3 separate regions of the Sus scrofa genome follow, and regions 2 and 3 are each linked to region 1. Evidence: chromatin contacts called from public Hi-C data. All regions are on one chromosome and are shown on one strand. Each heading gives the region's core, a stretch centred on a gene start, on an enhancer-like site or on the middle of the called end of the contact. The rest is flanking DNA. Distances are from core to core; before and after follow the strand shown. Region 1 holds the start of EP300 (histone acetyltransferase p300). Region 2 holds the start of NDUFA6 (NADH:ubiquinone oxidoreductase subunit A6). Region 3 holds the start of SREBF2 (sterol regulatory element-binding protein 2).

Region 1 (5,090 bases), core at 1,136-3,635:
ATCCCCAGCCCAAGAACATCTGCATGCTGTAGGCATAAGCAAAAAAAAAAAAAAAAAAAAAGAAAAAGAAAGAAAAGAAAAGAAAAAAGAAAGAAATCCATTTTACCTATGAGGAACTGGCCCAAGTCACAGAGCTGCTAGGTGACAGAGCCAGAATTTAAACCCAGTGTCCCAGCTCTTACTTCTCATATGCCTCTACTGTCTCATGTGCCTCCCTTCCCTGCCCCCACCACACGGCTACTGGCAGACAATTCTTTCTTCATGAACCCACTCTTCATCTACAAGTAGCATTCCACAATCAATTAAATTTATTTGATTAGATAATGGCATCTAATAAAATATCCCCATAGCTAAAAAAAAATAAAATAAAATAAAAAAGATTTGATTAGGCTAGCTATAAGCCAAGCTGAAGATTCAATTCTCTGGTTTTGAACATACCTGCAGTTTCACCTTGATTGCATTTTGTGCGATAACATTTCTCCAGCCACTTCCAACATGGCTGACTTCAGGGTTGGACTCAGGGTAAAACCCAGAGGAATCAATCCCAGGAAGAAGTGCCATACATCAGAATCCCCTGTGTACAGTAGAGCCTTTCCTTTGGGGCAGGTCCATGGTCCCCTGACTCCTCTTTCTTAGCAGAATTTTCTCACGAGATGTCCCTCAGATCTTCTTTGAGCCTTTCCTATACCTAGTCCCGCAGTATATTTGGCTAGGTGTTTGAACACTGTTTAGTCTCTGCAAAACTAGGCAAATCTTTGCCCAAAAGTCAGAAACTCTTCAAAAAGTCAGATGAGCAACCTCCCCTGAGGAATATACAGGCGAAATTTGCAGGTATTGTCCACATTTCTTTCCTCTGTTCTCTTTACTGAGAGTGTGGGTAAAACAGCTAAAAATAATTGAATCATTCTGACCCATTCCGACCTTAGCCCTACCTGGTGAATCCAAACAACTTTAAGGTAAGTCGAACTGTCCTTTTCAATCTGCCTGCTTTTCTACTGCAGTTGAGGTGAATGAGGCCTGAAATCACACAACAGCATTCATCCTTGGTGGGAACCTGAGTTGCTTCGTTAAGATTTTCACTCCTAGGCTCTTAAAAGTTATTCTCCTATTCATTTAAAATTCAATAAACAAGTAGTTCAATTCTGGGGAGAGGGGGAGGCAATAAACAACAACAAAAAACAAAGTAAACTCGACAATAGGCAAACATCAACTAAGGAGCATGAGACTTGAAATACGCTTTAAAAGTTTTTAACTATCTCCATTGATACTACTGATAGAAGTTTCTTTAGGGAGACCTTGCCACTTCGAGTACCAATTTACCCAAGGCCAAACACGGAGGAATCCTGTAACGTGTAGGAATGCGAAAGAATGCTGGTGAGGCCCTCCTTTGCACAACAGTTGTCACACATACATTTTATTTATATTCAAGCATTTTCCTCCATCATTACTTCTTTTTCTGCTTTTTTCCCTCCTTACATTACCTTAAGCACAGTATGTTTCTGCTTCTTTCCCCATACATTATCTTTAAGGCACTGCCTAAACGTGTTTGTTGTTGTTTCAAGCTGGTTTTTGAGAGTGGGTTAAAAGAAACACCCTAAAATGTCTTCAGGTCCAGGACGTGTTCAGAAAATAATTCAAGGCTCCTTTGGTTAGAGTGCTACCTGGTAGGGGCGTGTGTCCACGTGGTGAGCAAGAAATAATTTGGATCTGGTCTTAAAACATCTTCTCGCTGCTGTGATTTTTGTTTCCTGATTATCAAAATAATGTATGTTCACTGGCAAAAAAAACTGGAAAGTTAGGGGGAAAAGGAAACAACAACTCGTAATCGGCGTGGTTTTTGGATATGAGCTTTTCCATTTGGTTAAGAGATGGAGAAGAACGCACTGTCTCTGGCCCGGAATATCGAGCGGCAGGGTATCCTCTGCCTGCTAAATTCAACGGGGTTCGGAAGACCAGTCAGCTAAGGGCCCGGGGCGCAGGGCCATCCCCACGGCGCTCCTATTCCGCCACCTGTGCGGTGACTTGGCGCCTTCCCGGCGTAACTGCTGGGCTCCGTCACCCCCGGTTCCCACCGGGCTCCTACGCAGAGACCCAGCCCAGGCACCTTCCCTGGTAAGTGTCCACCGACTGAAAATAGATCCCAAGTCTGCCCCTGACCCCCCCCCCCTCAAACCTCCCCTTTAAAGGGAGCCACCGGGTGACGCCGGGGGAGTTTGCGGAAGCGCCAACCGCGTTGGGGCCTTGGGCGGATCCCGTGATTGGAGCCGGCCCCGCCCCCGGATCCTCTTCCCCCATTGTGTGAGCCGCTAGGCCCGAGGCCCCGCCCCCTGCCACCTCCCTCCGGAGGCCCAACCCCTCCCCTTTTTTTCACCCCCCCCTTTGGCTCATTTCCGGCCGCCGCTGCTACCGCTAGCCTGTAAGGAGGATTCGGCAGAGGGAAGAAACAACAGCCGCCATCTTGTTTGTGTGCTAGGCTGGGGGGGAGAGAGGGCGAGAGGGAGCGGGCGAGAGTGGGCAAGCGGGACGCCGGGCTGAGTGCGAACTGCGAGAGCGAGAGTACGGAGGGGAGCCGGGCCGGAGAGAGGCGGCAGGGGCCGAGACAGTGGCAGGGGGCCCGGGGCGCACGGGCTGAGGCGACCCCCAGCCCCTCCCGCCCGCACACACCCCCACCGCGGCCCGGGAGCCGGGCCGGCGTCGACGCCTAGGGGGGACCATTACATAACCCCGCGCCCCGCGGCGCCTTCGCCCGCCGCCGAGGGCGGCCCCGAGCGGAGCCCCGGGGGCGGGCGCTCCCGGCACCTGGTCGCCGGGGGTGGGGGCCGTAGCGGCGGCCGTATTTATTTATTTTCCGCGGGAGGGAAGAGCGAAAGAGGAGAGCGCGGCGCGAGGGGAAGCCGCCTGCGCCGCCCGCCAGAGCGGGGCCTCCTCGGTGGGCTTGGTGTCGGCGCGGGCGGCGCGGCTCGGCCCGGCCCCCTTGGCCCTCTGGGTCGGCGAGCTCCGGGCCCGGCGTCCTCGCCGCGCCTCCGCCGCCCGCCGCGCGATGTGAGGCGGCGGCGCCAGCCTGGCTCTCGGTTCGGGCGAGCTCTCTGCGGCCATTAGGGGCCGGTGCGGCGGCGGCGCGGAGCGCGGCGGCAGGAGGAGGGTTCGGAGGGTGGGGGCTCAGGTCCGGGAGGGGGCACCGGGAGGAGGTGAGTGTCTCTCGTCGCCTCCTCCTCTCCCCCCTTTTCGCCCCCGCCTCCTTGTGGCGATGAGAAGGAGGAGGACAGCGCCGAGGAGGAAGAAGCTGATGGCGGCGGCGGAGCTCCGAGAGACCTCGGCTGGGCAGGGGCCGGCCGTGGCGGGCCGGGGACTGCGCCTCTAGAGTCGCGAGTTCTCGGGAATTCGCCGCAGCGGACGCGCTCGGCGCATTTGTGTGCCTGTGCCCTCCTCCGGGCCTGGGCCCAGGCCCGGCCCCTCGCGCTCGCCCCTACCTTTTCTATCGAGTCCGCATCCCTCTTCAGCCACCGCGATCCGGCGAAGAGAAAAAGGAACTTCCCCCACCCCCTTCGGGGGCCGGCGGAGTCCCCCAAGCCCACCCCAGGGATCCGGGCGGGGACCCCGGGCTGAAGAAGAGATTTCCCGAGGATTCTCGTTTTCCTCGCCTGTATCTCCGAAAGAATTAAAAATGGCCGAGAATGTGGTGGAACCGGGGCCGCCTTCAGCCAAGCGGCCTAAACTCTCATCTCCGGCCCTCTCGGCGTCCGCCAGCGATGGCACAGGTTAGTCTTGGGAGCCCAGGCCTCCCACCTCCTCCTTGATCTTTTCTGCTCGCTGCACCTTTATTCGTCCATGTTTTCTTCCTCTCTTCCTACTTCTTTGCCTCTTGATTAATTTTAAAGGTGTTTGAATGAGCTGGTCGAAGGCGTCCAGTAGCCCAACCATTTTCTTTGCTTCCTAAAACATTCATTGCAACACTATGTCATATCGATGTGTGTTCTGGAATTAGAGCTCCTGAGTGGTGCTGTAGAAATGGCCTTTATTGTTGCTCCCATACAGTTTAATTTTGGAATTGCCAGTGCGTTTACATGTAAGGGTTTTTTATGCAGTTTGACTTTTAATTTCTTTTGTTGTTGTTGGTATATGAGAAATTGTCAATCTTTTCTTCTTAATCTCACTTGTCCTGTTTCCTTTCTACTCTTCAAGAATTTCTCTTTGCATAAGATTTTCTGTTGAGAATGGGTGTGTAAAAAGTCTTGGTTTTAATTATTTGTGTGTATGCGATCCAGGATTTTAAGTTTGACGTGAAGTTAAACGTCAAACCTGAAATTTAGCGTGAATTACTTTGCCTGCCATTGCTAGCTTTTTTTGCTTCCACTCCTTATTTGCTTTAAAAATCAATATGGAGCGCAGTTCATTTTATTTCTCTTATTTCTTTGGTGTAAGATCGAAATGTCTGAAATTCTGGGGTTTTGGGTTGGAAGAGAGTAGAGGCATTTTCTTTGCAGTTTGTAGTTACTTTCTCTTTGGGGAAGATTGAGGGGCATAACTGATTTTATGGAGTTATGTACTTGGCAATCAAGATTAGCAGTGAAAGAGCACCAATCATGAACTGCAAACATGAATTGATCACACAAAAGTTCAAAATGTACATTAAGTACGTTTCCTGTATGTGTATTCTTTTTACACTTTAAACATATATGGAGATTCAGATAACAGTTTAAAAGAGCTCTTCAAATTTTTTACTTGGTTGTGGACTGGCCCTTTGGTCAAGGAAGACTTCCATCTATTCCCTTGCGATTAGTTTGGTGCTATCCTGATGGCCACAGGCCTTCGCTTTTGCTCTCATAGTTGTTGGAGGTGCCAGGATAATGAAGACTAAGAATGGCTGACCATCTGACAGTCTACACGCTGTTCCCCTTACTACGGAGCATCTCTTTAACTCCCTGAGAGCAGGCTCAACGTCATCCCTCCATCTGCTATGGAGGGTGCATAATGGAGTTAAATGTACCCTTCGAGTTTGTAGAGAACTTGTAAAAGCATAGTTCTAAGTAGGCTTCATTTCTTAGAACTATGCTTGGGTGAAAATGTGAGGATATGGCAAATACTCTGGA
Region 2 (5,090 bases), core at 844-3,343, 830 kb after region 1:
GGCTAGAATGGGCACCGAGGCTAGAATGGGCACCGAGGTTGAGGAGGCCTGGGGGCTCCCTTGGTGAGGAGACCTTGCGGTGTGGCCATTCCTGTGACGTCGCCACTCTGGTCTACAGAACTATCACGGCCAGCTCTGAAAAGCACAAGGGCTGTTTAGGGACAATTAAGTTTGAATCTTTGATTATACTCATAACTTAGTGATAGCAATAGAAAAATAAAGCTTCTGCTGAGGAAAAGATCAAGCCCGGCTGATCCAACCAAAGAATAAAAGCAACAGCAGAAATGTAACAGGAGAAACTCCGCCATCCCAGCTTCACGGGTGTTAACAGGGAGGGCAGAGGGTCACCCACACAAGAAAGAGCTCGGTGTCCAGTGGTGTGCTGGAGCAGGCTGCCTGGGGAGCCAGGCACACACGTCTCTTCCCAAATCTGCCTGCACTGACTTCACTTTGAGGGCTTAAAAATCCACCGCGGTGGGAGTATTTACATCACTGAAAATGGTAAACACTAAAAATCTAGGTTTTCAGCCACAGAGTTAGGTGCCAAACACCACAGTCAGTATCACGTTAGGAAGTCTGGAAAAGCAAACACAGGGACAAGAGGACAAAGACACACAAATCCATGCAAACTAACATGGATCCTGGATTTGAGAATCCTAGCACTAGAGCACTGTGGGGACTTGCCTGAGGTCAGACCACTGGTTCCTGGCAAACAGGGGCCAAGAATCCAGGTTGTTTATTGTTTTATAATGTACGATATTCTGCTCGTTTAAGGAAGGGAGCATGAAGAATCTCCCCCTGCTATCAGTGCTTACCTTTCCCGCATAGTCACATCAGATACCTGCCCAACCTTGGGAGAAACAACAAGGCACCTCCACGCCTACTAGGGAAGCTGGTGTCCACCCACTCCCGTTCCACGTGATGTCCTAAACCACACACCAGCTCACTGGGTGCATGCATCTTCTCCTCAGGAAAATGTTCACAGGCACAGATGCAAAGATGTGCTTACGATGTTAGTTTACGGACCCCTGAGTGCCCACCCTGCCCGGTTAAGAACCCGTGTCTCTAAAGAGAAAAATTCCATAGCTTTGTCCTAGGCGGCCTCCTCCTATCCCAGCCCCCTGAACACACCCCCTCCACCAGTGAGAAAGCCGGGGACAAAAATGTCCCTGACATGTGTATTGCCCCTGACAGTTTAGATGAGGTTTTCCCCAACTTTTCCTTCACTAGTTACACTGGGCAGCGCTAAGGGGGATGCCCCCCCGGCCCCCCGAAAAAGACAGTCTTTGAACCCAGGGAGCTTATACCTTAATCCTGCAGGTGGACAGACTGGTTCTCAGACACGTGATTCCTGGGGTTCTGAGGCAGCAGAGGGCAGGGGAAGGCGTTCTTAAGGAAAACTAGCCTGCAGAGCCAGGTAAAAAGACTTGGGAGACTGCGGAGGGTGGCCCTCTCACCTGGAGGGACGGCAAAAGGCACCACGTCTTACTGGATGACCTTGGGAAAGTCCCTTCCCTTCTCCGTAGGAAATGTGGGAAGACCACGATGGCTCAAATTCTACAGCCCTTTGGTTTATATAACCTAACGGGCGTCCGTAAATACATTCAGGTTTTCCAGAGTTCACCTGGGGGTTGACCTGGCCTGGCCTCTAGGTGCCTCGGTTGCCTCACCTATAAAATGAGTATGTCAGTGACAGCCGCTGCTCTCCCTCGCAGGGGCTCGGGAAGAAATACAGGGGGGCAAAGAGCGAGAGCGCTAGACGCGCGGTTCCGACGCAGAGCACGACTAGGCACGTGGGACCCTGCTGCCCTGAAGCACTCGGAGTCACCCCTGCCCAAGTTGGCCACCTCCGCCCGGCCCGGCAGAAACGGGAGGCCGGGGCGGCTGCGACCTTGGGCGGCTGCCTCCGGGTGCCCGCGTGCGGCGCTGCCTCTCACCAGTGTTCGGCACCTCCCGATACCAGGCGCGATAGAGCTCGCGCACCCTCCGCTTGGCCTCGTTCATGTCCCGACTGAAAATGGGCTTCACCGAGGTGCCGGCCGCCGCAGCCGCCCGGGGAAGTCCGCTCGCCGCCATCTTGCTAAATAAACCACAGCTCAACACCACCCCCTTTTCTACTCTTCAGGGCGGCCTGGGGACGCCTTTTTTTTTCTCATTGGCTAAAACCTGTATCCCCGCCCACAATCTTCGCTGGTGGGCGGGAGAATGGCTGTGGGGCTCTCTTATTGGCTGAGAAGCCTTGCTCTCTTGGTTGGAGACCGGCAGGCGCATGCTCACCTGCGGAATCGCGCTATCGGCCATTGGGGGTCCTAGCCGTCGCCCTGTTGTGCCGCCGGGGGGCGCTCGGGCCCAGGCTGATCTTTGGGCCGCGAGCTGGTGTCTCGCTGCTGTCAAGAGTCAGGCCGAGCGCTCGTGCTGGGCGGGTTGTGGAGCTTCGTCTATCAGCTCCCCGGGCTCCGGCCGTCGGCCCCAGGGGCCGCTGAGGCGGATAATAGCTTCTGTTCTGCCGTGGCGTTGGCCCAGCAGCTCTGCGGCTTTTCTGGAAAAAAAAAAAAAATTTCCTGTACACCTGCTCTCTCGAAGCGTGGTGTAGAGGTAGAGGTGAAAGCGCTCTCCTGGCCCTTTAGGTTCTCAGCGCTTCTCCACGCCCAGGAGGTAGGTCGTATCATCAGCCGCATTTAGACGGGGACGTTTTCATCCCAAACTCTGCATCTCTGTGACAAATAGCCCAGAATTTTGGAGCTGGACCGAACCTTAGGTCGTCCACTGGGGATAGCCCTTTTGCCTGGCATTCTTCTCCTGAGGTTACCTCTGAACATCAAGGGGAACCTGGAAGGGTAAAGGGAAAAGTAACAGCTGACAGCCTGTCAGGCCGTGCACAGGTGTTCTGCTTGGTCTTTGTCAGCCTCCCAGATCAGGGAGGGTCTGCTGGCCTCCCATCTTCAGGTGAGAAACTGAGGTGGTGCCAGACGTCTCGGTCACTGGCCATCTCCGACTGCGCCCCTGCCTTAACACTTGCCTGGAGTCCATGGGTCTTTTCTGAAAGTGCAGCTGGACAGACACCTTGTAAGTGTTGGGAAGGAGTTGGGGTCAGGGCTCAACTGGGACCCCAGCCAGCATGGGGGATGGACCTGCATCTAGCCCAGTCTCTCCCCCCCCCCATTTTTAATGTCTTTTTGCCTTTTCTAGGGCTGCTCCCACGGCATATGGAGGTTCCCAGGCTAGGGGTCGAATCGGAGCTGTAGACGCCGGCCTACGCCAGAGCCACAGCAACGCTGGATCCGAGCTGCGTCTGGGACCTACACCACAGCTCACGCAACGCCAGATCCTTATCCCACTAAGCAAGGCCAGGGATCGAACCCACAACCTCATGGTTCCTAGTTGGATTCGTTAACCACTGAGCCACGACGGGAACTCCTTTCTTTCCTTTTTTAGCAGACTCATGGCCTATGGAGTTCCCGGGCCAGGGGCCAGATCTGAGCTCCAGTTGTGACCTGAGCTGCAGCTGCAGCAACACCAGATCCTTAACCCACTGTGCCAGGCTAGGGATGGAACCTGTGTCCCAGTGCTTCCAAGACGCCACCGATCGCATTGCACCACAGCAGGAACTCCAGTTTTTCCCATTTTATTTGTATTTATTTATATTTATTTATTTACTTACTTACTTACTTTTTAGGGCTGCACTCTCAGCATATGGAAATTCTCGGGTTAGGTGTCCAGTCACAGCCACAGCAACGCCAGATCTGAGCCACGTCTGCCACCTAACCACAGCTCACGGCATCGCCCTATCCTTAAACCACTGAGTGGGGCCAGGGATCAAACCCTCGTCCTCGTGGATATTAGTCAGGTTCGTTACCGATGAGCCACAATGGGAATTCTCCAGTCTTTCCCATTTTAAAGGGTAAAAAAATTGGATTGTTTTCCTCCGTATTATTTTTTTAAATGTGTTTGTATGCTTAACTCAATTATGGGTTAAAAGAAGGCGTGTAGCATGTAGTATATGTAAGTTACAAAACATAATATAATGGAAACTTGAACTTCAGTAGCTGCCTCAGGAAGTTTTAGTACAGTTAAGTTTATATAAATTGTCCCATGCTCCTTGTAACCACTGTTTTACATTCTCCAGGCACATTAACTTGTTTAGGCCTCACAACACACCTGTGAGATAAGCATTGTTATACCCACTTTACAGATGAGAAAACTGAGGTAGAGCAGCTAAGTTACATGACAATATTGGATTGAGACCCAGATAGCTGGCTTCAGAGTCTGTGCTCTACCTCTGATGTCTACCTGTGTGATTCTAGCCAGGTTCATGCTCCTGCCTCCTCTAGGAGTAGCTGCCATTATGAATTTAATGTTGTTGTTTGGCTTTGCCTGAAGCATGCGGAAGTTCTGGGGTCATGGACTGAACCCAAGCCACAGCAGTGACAGCACCAAATCCATAACCACAGGGCCGTCAGGGAACTCGATGTAAATTCATGTGTTTAATATTATTATTCATTGGAAAAATAAGTGTCTCTAAAACAACTCACGAACTGGGAGACAATAATTACAAACTGAATATTCCATAAGGGAGTTATATCTAGATATAAAAGACTCTTACAACTCAATAATAAAAAACCAAATAGCCCCCTTTTGTGTGTGTGTGTGTTTTTAGGTCCTGGGCTAGGGGTCAAGTTGGAGCTGCAGCTGCCAGCCTACACCAGAGCCACAGCAATGCCAGACCTGAGCCACATCTGCAACCTATGTCACAGCTTGTGGCCACACCAGATCCTTAACCCACCAAGTGAGGTCAGGGATCGAACCTGCATCCTCATGGATACTAGTCCGGTTATTAACCTGCTGCGCCACAAAGAGAACTCCCAAACAGCCCCATTTAAAAATAAGCAAAGGTGACAACACCAAGTGCTGATGAAGATGTGGAGCAGTAGGAACTCTCATTGCTGGTGAGAATCAAAATGGTACAGCCGGTTTGGAAGAAAGTTTCGAAGTTTCTTACTAGCATGCTCTTACCGTATAATCCAGCAATAGCTCTTCCTGAGATGTATCCAAATGAGTTGAAATTTATGTCCACACAAAAACCTGCACAC
Region 3 (5,090 bases), core at 1,814-4,313, 610 kb after region 1:
GCACAGGGAAGAATCAGCTTGTCATCTCTGGCAGTGTTGGGAGACCCCTGGCCTGTGTGTAGGGCCTTTGGTGGACAGGCTGCAGCTCTGCAGGAGGCTGTGCTTTGTAAGGGGAGGGCTGCTCCGAGCTGGATTGGTCGGACAGCAAGCTCTCTGTGTCAGGGCCAGGGGGCAGGGAAGCTGCAGAGGGAGGTGGGCCTTGAGTAGGCACTGCCCTTCAGTCATGTCCTTCCCAGGCAGAAAAGGGAGGGGCTCCAGTAGGAATTCTAGCTCTTAAGCTGACTTTGCCAAGTCAGGGTCTGCCTCTTAAAAGCAGAGACACACAACTGTCTCCAGCTCCTCACTGCTACCAGAACCCAAGGGAGACCTGGAGTCTATCTCAGCCCATTAGACTTGCTGAGTGACCCCTGGCCCACCCCTTCCTTGTGTTGTGGCTTCACTGATGTAATGAATTTGATAATGTCTGAACCCTCTGTCCAGCCCTAAATTGCTTCTCCGAGGTCGGGGCCTGGCTTCTCAGTGACAGGTGCCCTTCTCTGATGGTTCTTTGTTCTCCCATGTATTTGCTGAGCACCCACTGTAAGCACAGCCAAAGAGAGGGGCCCACTCTTATCCTGTCTTCACCTCTGCCCCATCTAGCATCTCTGTTCTCCTGGGTTTTTCCTTCTACACCTTCACTTCTCTCCATCTTGGCTGATCCCTTCTCCACCTTCAAATGGACTCAAGTTTCCCCATCTGACACCTTAAGAGGTACAAATAGAACTATTCTGCTCTCGTCCCTGGGCAGGTCCACCTGGGAGCTGTGGGAGCATCTGTAGAGTGGGAGACAGACTGGGTCCACTTACCTGACCTGGTGCTCAGAGATCCCTCTGCAGAGGTTTACTGAGGCTCTGGGATGGGAAGGCATTGGACCACAATGAAAGTGAGCCATATGGTATGCCAGCATCACCCCCAGTGTGGGGAGCCCTGTGCGAGCCACTGAAGGGTACATGTGAAGATGACACTGCCCAGCTCAGTGCCTGGACCAGAGCAGGGCAGCGGGGTTTGATTTTGTTTCCGGGTAAGACTGGTGTAACCTATACCGGCTCTTCTGCATGTAAACAAGAGAACGTTCCTCTCTCCCCCAGGTACTTTATTATGTTATACATGTTCATTATAAAAAGTAATTTAAATAATACTGAAATGCCAAGAAGAAAGTAAGATTCACCCTGGGAGTTCCTGTTGTGGCTCAGCGGGTTACAAACCCGACTAGTACCCATGAGGATGCAGGTCTGATCCCTGGGCTCACTCAGTGGGTTAAGGATCCAGTGTTGCCATGCGCTGTGGTGGTATAGGTTGCAGATGTGGCTCAGATCCTGTGTTGCCGTGGCTGTGGTGGAGGCTGGCAGCTGCAGCTCCGTTTTGACCCCTAGCTTGCGAACTTCCACATGCTGCAGGTTTGGCCCTAAAAAGCAAAAAAAAAAAAAAAAAGAGAAAGTAAGATTTACCCTGAATCCTACCACTCCCATAATTATAACTGACACTCAGCTATTAGGCCTTCCATCCTGCCCTTCATGTGACACACAGATCCTTGTTTTCTCAGTTATAATAACTACCTTGCAGGGGCCCTAACCGTATGTCAGGCCTTATTCCAAGTGCTGGCTTCCATCAGCTGCTTCTGCTGCAGGGCCTTTGTGTTGTTTGTTCCCTTGGCTATACCAGATGCAGTTCTCATAATTTCAGGTTTCGTCTTAAATATCAATGTTTTCTTTACCGGACCAGAGGCTCTCAGAGGGCAGGAATTGTCTCTTTGCTTGCCCCAGAGATGTTCAATAAATATTGTCAAATGAATGTGCAATGTGATTGGTTGAATTGTGTGATTCCACTTTCCTCACAACTATGAGGGACACTATTCCCATGTTAGAGATGACAAAACTGAAGCTTAGGGCGTTTATTTAGCTCAGAGTCACTCGTTCATAAATGGACCCGTATGCCTGCCTTCACAGGGCCTGTGAAGTCTGTCTTGACCACCAAGCAACAGCTGCCTCTCACAGACCAGCAGTAAACATACTTTCCCCTTTTAATACTGTGAAAGTCGTTGTCAACAGATAGACATTCATGTATGTAATGTTTAATGATGCCATGATAATTACATTGTGTGGATGTAATTTATTCAGCAGGTCGTTATTGGGCTTCCCAATTTTTCTCAATTTACAGAAGACTCTGATGAACGCCTTTGAACACACAAACTTGCAAATTTTTTAAACACTCATATTTGTCTTCCTTATTTATAAATTCCTAGAAACGTGCACATTTGTTTATATCGTGACCAGCTGCAGAACTGAGAAGTTTAAGAGTGGGAATCCGTGGGTGGGTTGCGCCTCATAATCCCCGCATGATGCTCATGCCCGGACCCAACCTCTGGAGGCCTGTGATAGTTCCAGGCACTGGCATTATTTTAAAGGACTGCAAGGGATTCTGATGTACCGGGGTGAGACTGGGTGAGGCTGTCGGAGTAAGCGCGTCGTCGCGGCAGGTGCAAAGGCGCATGAATTGCAAAACATGCTCCACTCTTAGGCGGTTCGCGAGCTTTCGTAGCGCCTTTGCAAGGGGCTTAGCTGGAACGTGACTTTAACGATCTAAGGATTCCTCCGTGCTCCAGTACTAGGGGTCTAGGTTTGATTCCACCCGCTTCCCCAGCGGGCTGGGATCGTGGGGAGGGCGGGAACAGCTGGGAAGATGACGTAATGTGCTTAAGGCTGGCTTCGGGGGCCTCCCGCGGCCGGGGGCGGAACTTGTTAACCCTTCAACTCCCAGCAGTCAGAGGTAGTAGCTTGCGGAGCCAAACCAACAAAAAAGGGAGCGGTTCCTTTAAACGAGGGGAAGAAGGTTGGACTGAGGACCCGGAGCCTTCTCTTCGCATTCGCTAAGAGGCCGCCAGGGGAGGAGCCTTCTTATGCAAATCTGAGCTGCTGATCGTTGACGCGCCATCACCCCACGCGCCGCTCCGCAAGGCGATTGGTCAAGATGGGCCTGGTCCCATTGACAACAAACAAGGGGGTGCGCGGCCTGGGGGCGGGGCCATAGAGGGCGCGGGTTGGGGCGGGGGAATCCCGCCCCGCCCTCCCGCGCAGCGCAAACATGGCGGCGGTTGGCACCGGCCGGTGAGGCAGTACCGGGCGGGAGCTCTTGGGTGTCATGGGTGGTGACGGCGGCACCGCCCTCGCGTCTCCCTGAGCGGGACGGCAGGGGGGTCCTCTGCGCCGAGCCGGGCGATGGACGAAAGCGGCGAGCTGGGCGGTCTGGAGACCATGGAGACCCTCACGGAGCTGGGCGACGAGCTGACCCTAGGGGACATCGACGGTGAGTGATGGGTGGGTGGGTGGATGGGAGTGCGGGGGCGCGCGGAGAGGAAGGGGTTACGGCGGCGCGCGCGGGGGCGCGTACGCCCATCCCCCGGCACCCCAGTCTCGCGCGGGAAGAACCGGCACGCGCGGTCGCCCCGGCAGTCCCCAGCCCTCGGCGCTGCGGGTTTCAGCCCCGCCGGGCCGCTCGGTTTCGGCAGACCATGGGATCTTGTCGGGGGCGTCGCGGGGGAGCGGCCTGAGGGGAGCGCGCGGCCGCCGTTTCCCTTGCGCGCCTACACGCGCCGCCCGAGGTCCCGCTTGCCAGCCAGCGGGCCCACGTCGCACCTGTCACTCCCCGCCCGGCCGCGTGGGCAGCTTGGGATTCCCGGGGCCGGGCCCCCAGGCTCCGCGCGCTCACCCCTCAGGTCTTCTCCGGGTTGAGCCACGGCCCAGTTTCTCCGTGCTTCGGGAAACTTTGGGCAGCGAGCGGCCGCAGAAGCAGGTTGCTGATGAAACGAGTGGTGGCGGCGTAACGTGGACGCATCTCTCCGGGGTTGAGACCGGGCCGCTCCTGCTGTCGTTCTGCACAGGGAGTTGAGCAGCAGGAGTTTTGAGTTGTGGCCCCTCGGGGACAGGCTGGGGAGCGGGTGGCCTTTGTTCCGACGACCTTAACAGCGGAAAGGAAGAGCTGGTAGGAGCCCAGGGATGCTCTCTTGCAATACTCTCATTTGGTGGCTACGGAACCTAAAGTTTGCAGAGGGTCAGCGGCTTGCCCGGGGTCCCCCAGCTGGTTACAGAGCACAGTTCCTGGGCCAGTGTTGGTGTCGCCACTACCTGATCCTGGGGGGTGAGGAGTCCAGTGAATAGGTTAGTCACCAAAATAATAATTCTCAGTAGTTGGGCTCTTCCGATATTCTAGGCCCCAGACACTTTATATTGTTTCACTTATTCCTCACTACAGTCACTCGAGATAGATGTTCTTATTGCTCCTACTTTACAGGACACTGAGAGCAGGAGGTGTTAACTTTAGATTGTCCAGAACCCATGCTCTTAATCAGTAACTCAGGTGTGTTTTGCTCTTGAGTTTTACCAAGTGCTTTCAAGTCCAAGATCTCACTACAGCCTTGCAGGCAGGTAGGATGGCTCCCATTTAATTATACAGATGAAGAAACCCAGGCAGCAGAAGATTCTCTTCCAGGGGATGAGATAGTGGCAGAGGCTAATTGAAAAGGATCTGTTTCACATTTTGCTTTGGTTACATTTCACCCCTCGGCCTGACCTTGCTTTCTGATTTTGGTCATCCAGGCAGTGTGGTAAGATCCTTAAATGAAACCTCAAGTCTAACCACAGACTTTTCCACTGAGTGCTGCTAAATACAGAGATGTGTTGACAAATGGGGGAGGGAGGTTCTGAGAACTTAACAAGGGCAGCTAACATGTTGTGAGTATTTACGTGCCAGGCACCGTATTAAATCCTCACACATATTAATGTTTTAGATTCTTTTTTTTTTCCTTAGTTTTATTTTAAGGCCGCACCTGCAGCATATGGAAGTTCCTGGGTCAGGGATTGAATTTAAGCCACAGCTGCGACTGGGGCAATACTCAATCCTTTAACCCACTGTGGGGGGCCAGGGATGGAACCTGCACCTGAGCCCCTGCCCTGCAGTTGGATTCTTAACCCACTGTGCCACAGTGGGGACGCTAATGTTCTCAATTCTTAACGAGTTCCATCAGGGAGACTCCTTGTCATACTACACTCCTCCCC

Evidence for each region. Hi-C and Micro-C count contacts between places; a contact is called where the count stands out from the background.
Region 2: a Hi-C map of liver shows a contact between it and region 1, with 9 times the contacts expected there. The contact joins the promoter of NDUFA6 here to the promoter of EP300 in region 1. A contact is called at or near these places in 2 of 47 Hi-C or Micro-C datasets (heart right ventricle and liver).
Region 3: a contact with region 1 is called in a Hi-C map of liver, with 6 times the contacts expected there. The contact joins the promoter of SREBF2 here to the promoter of EP300 in region 1. A contact is called at or near these places in 2 of 47 Hi-C or Micro-C datasets (liver and skeletal muscle).

The regions. Positions count from the first base shown.
Region 1 is chr5:7,391,810-7,396,899 of Sscrofa11.1, reverse strand. It overlaps EP300 (histone acetyltransferase p300), which reads left to right and starts at 2,385. Exons shown (of 32, transcript XM_001929213.5): 1 at 2,385-3,758. The coding sequence starts at 3,665. It overlaps LOC110260836, which reads left to right. Exons shown (of 4, transcript XM_021093101.1): 4 at 1-61.
Region 2 is chr5:6,559,077-6,564,166 of Sscrofa11.1, reverse strand. It overlaps NDUFA6 (NADH:ubiquinone oxidoreductase subunit A6), which reads right to left and starts at 2,093. Exons shown (of 3, transcript NM_001185178.1): 1 at 1,938-2,093. The coding sequence starts at 2,076.
Region 3 is chr5:6,782,697-6,787,786 of Sscrofa11.1, reverse strand. It overlaps SREBF2 (sterol regulatory element-binding protein 2), which reads left to right and starts at 3,063. Exons shown (of 19, transcript XM_021091444.1): 1 at 3,063-3,342. The coding sequence starts at 3,255. It overlaps MEI1 (meiosis inhibitor protein 1), which reads left to right. Exons shown (of 36, transcript XM_021091442.1): 36 at 1-1,830. CCDC134 (coiled-coil domain-containing protein 134) reads left to right here. Exons shown (of 7, transcript XM_021091452.1): 7 at 1-1,830.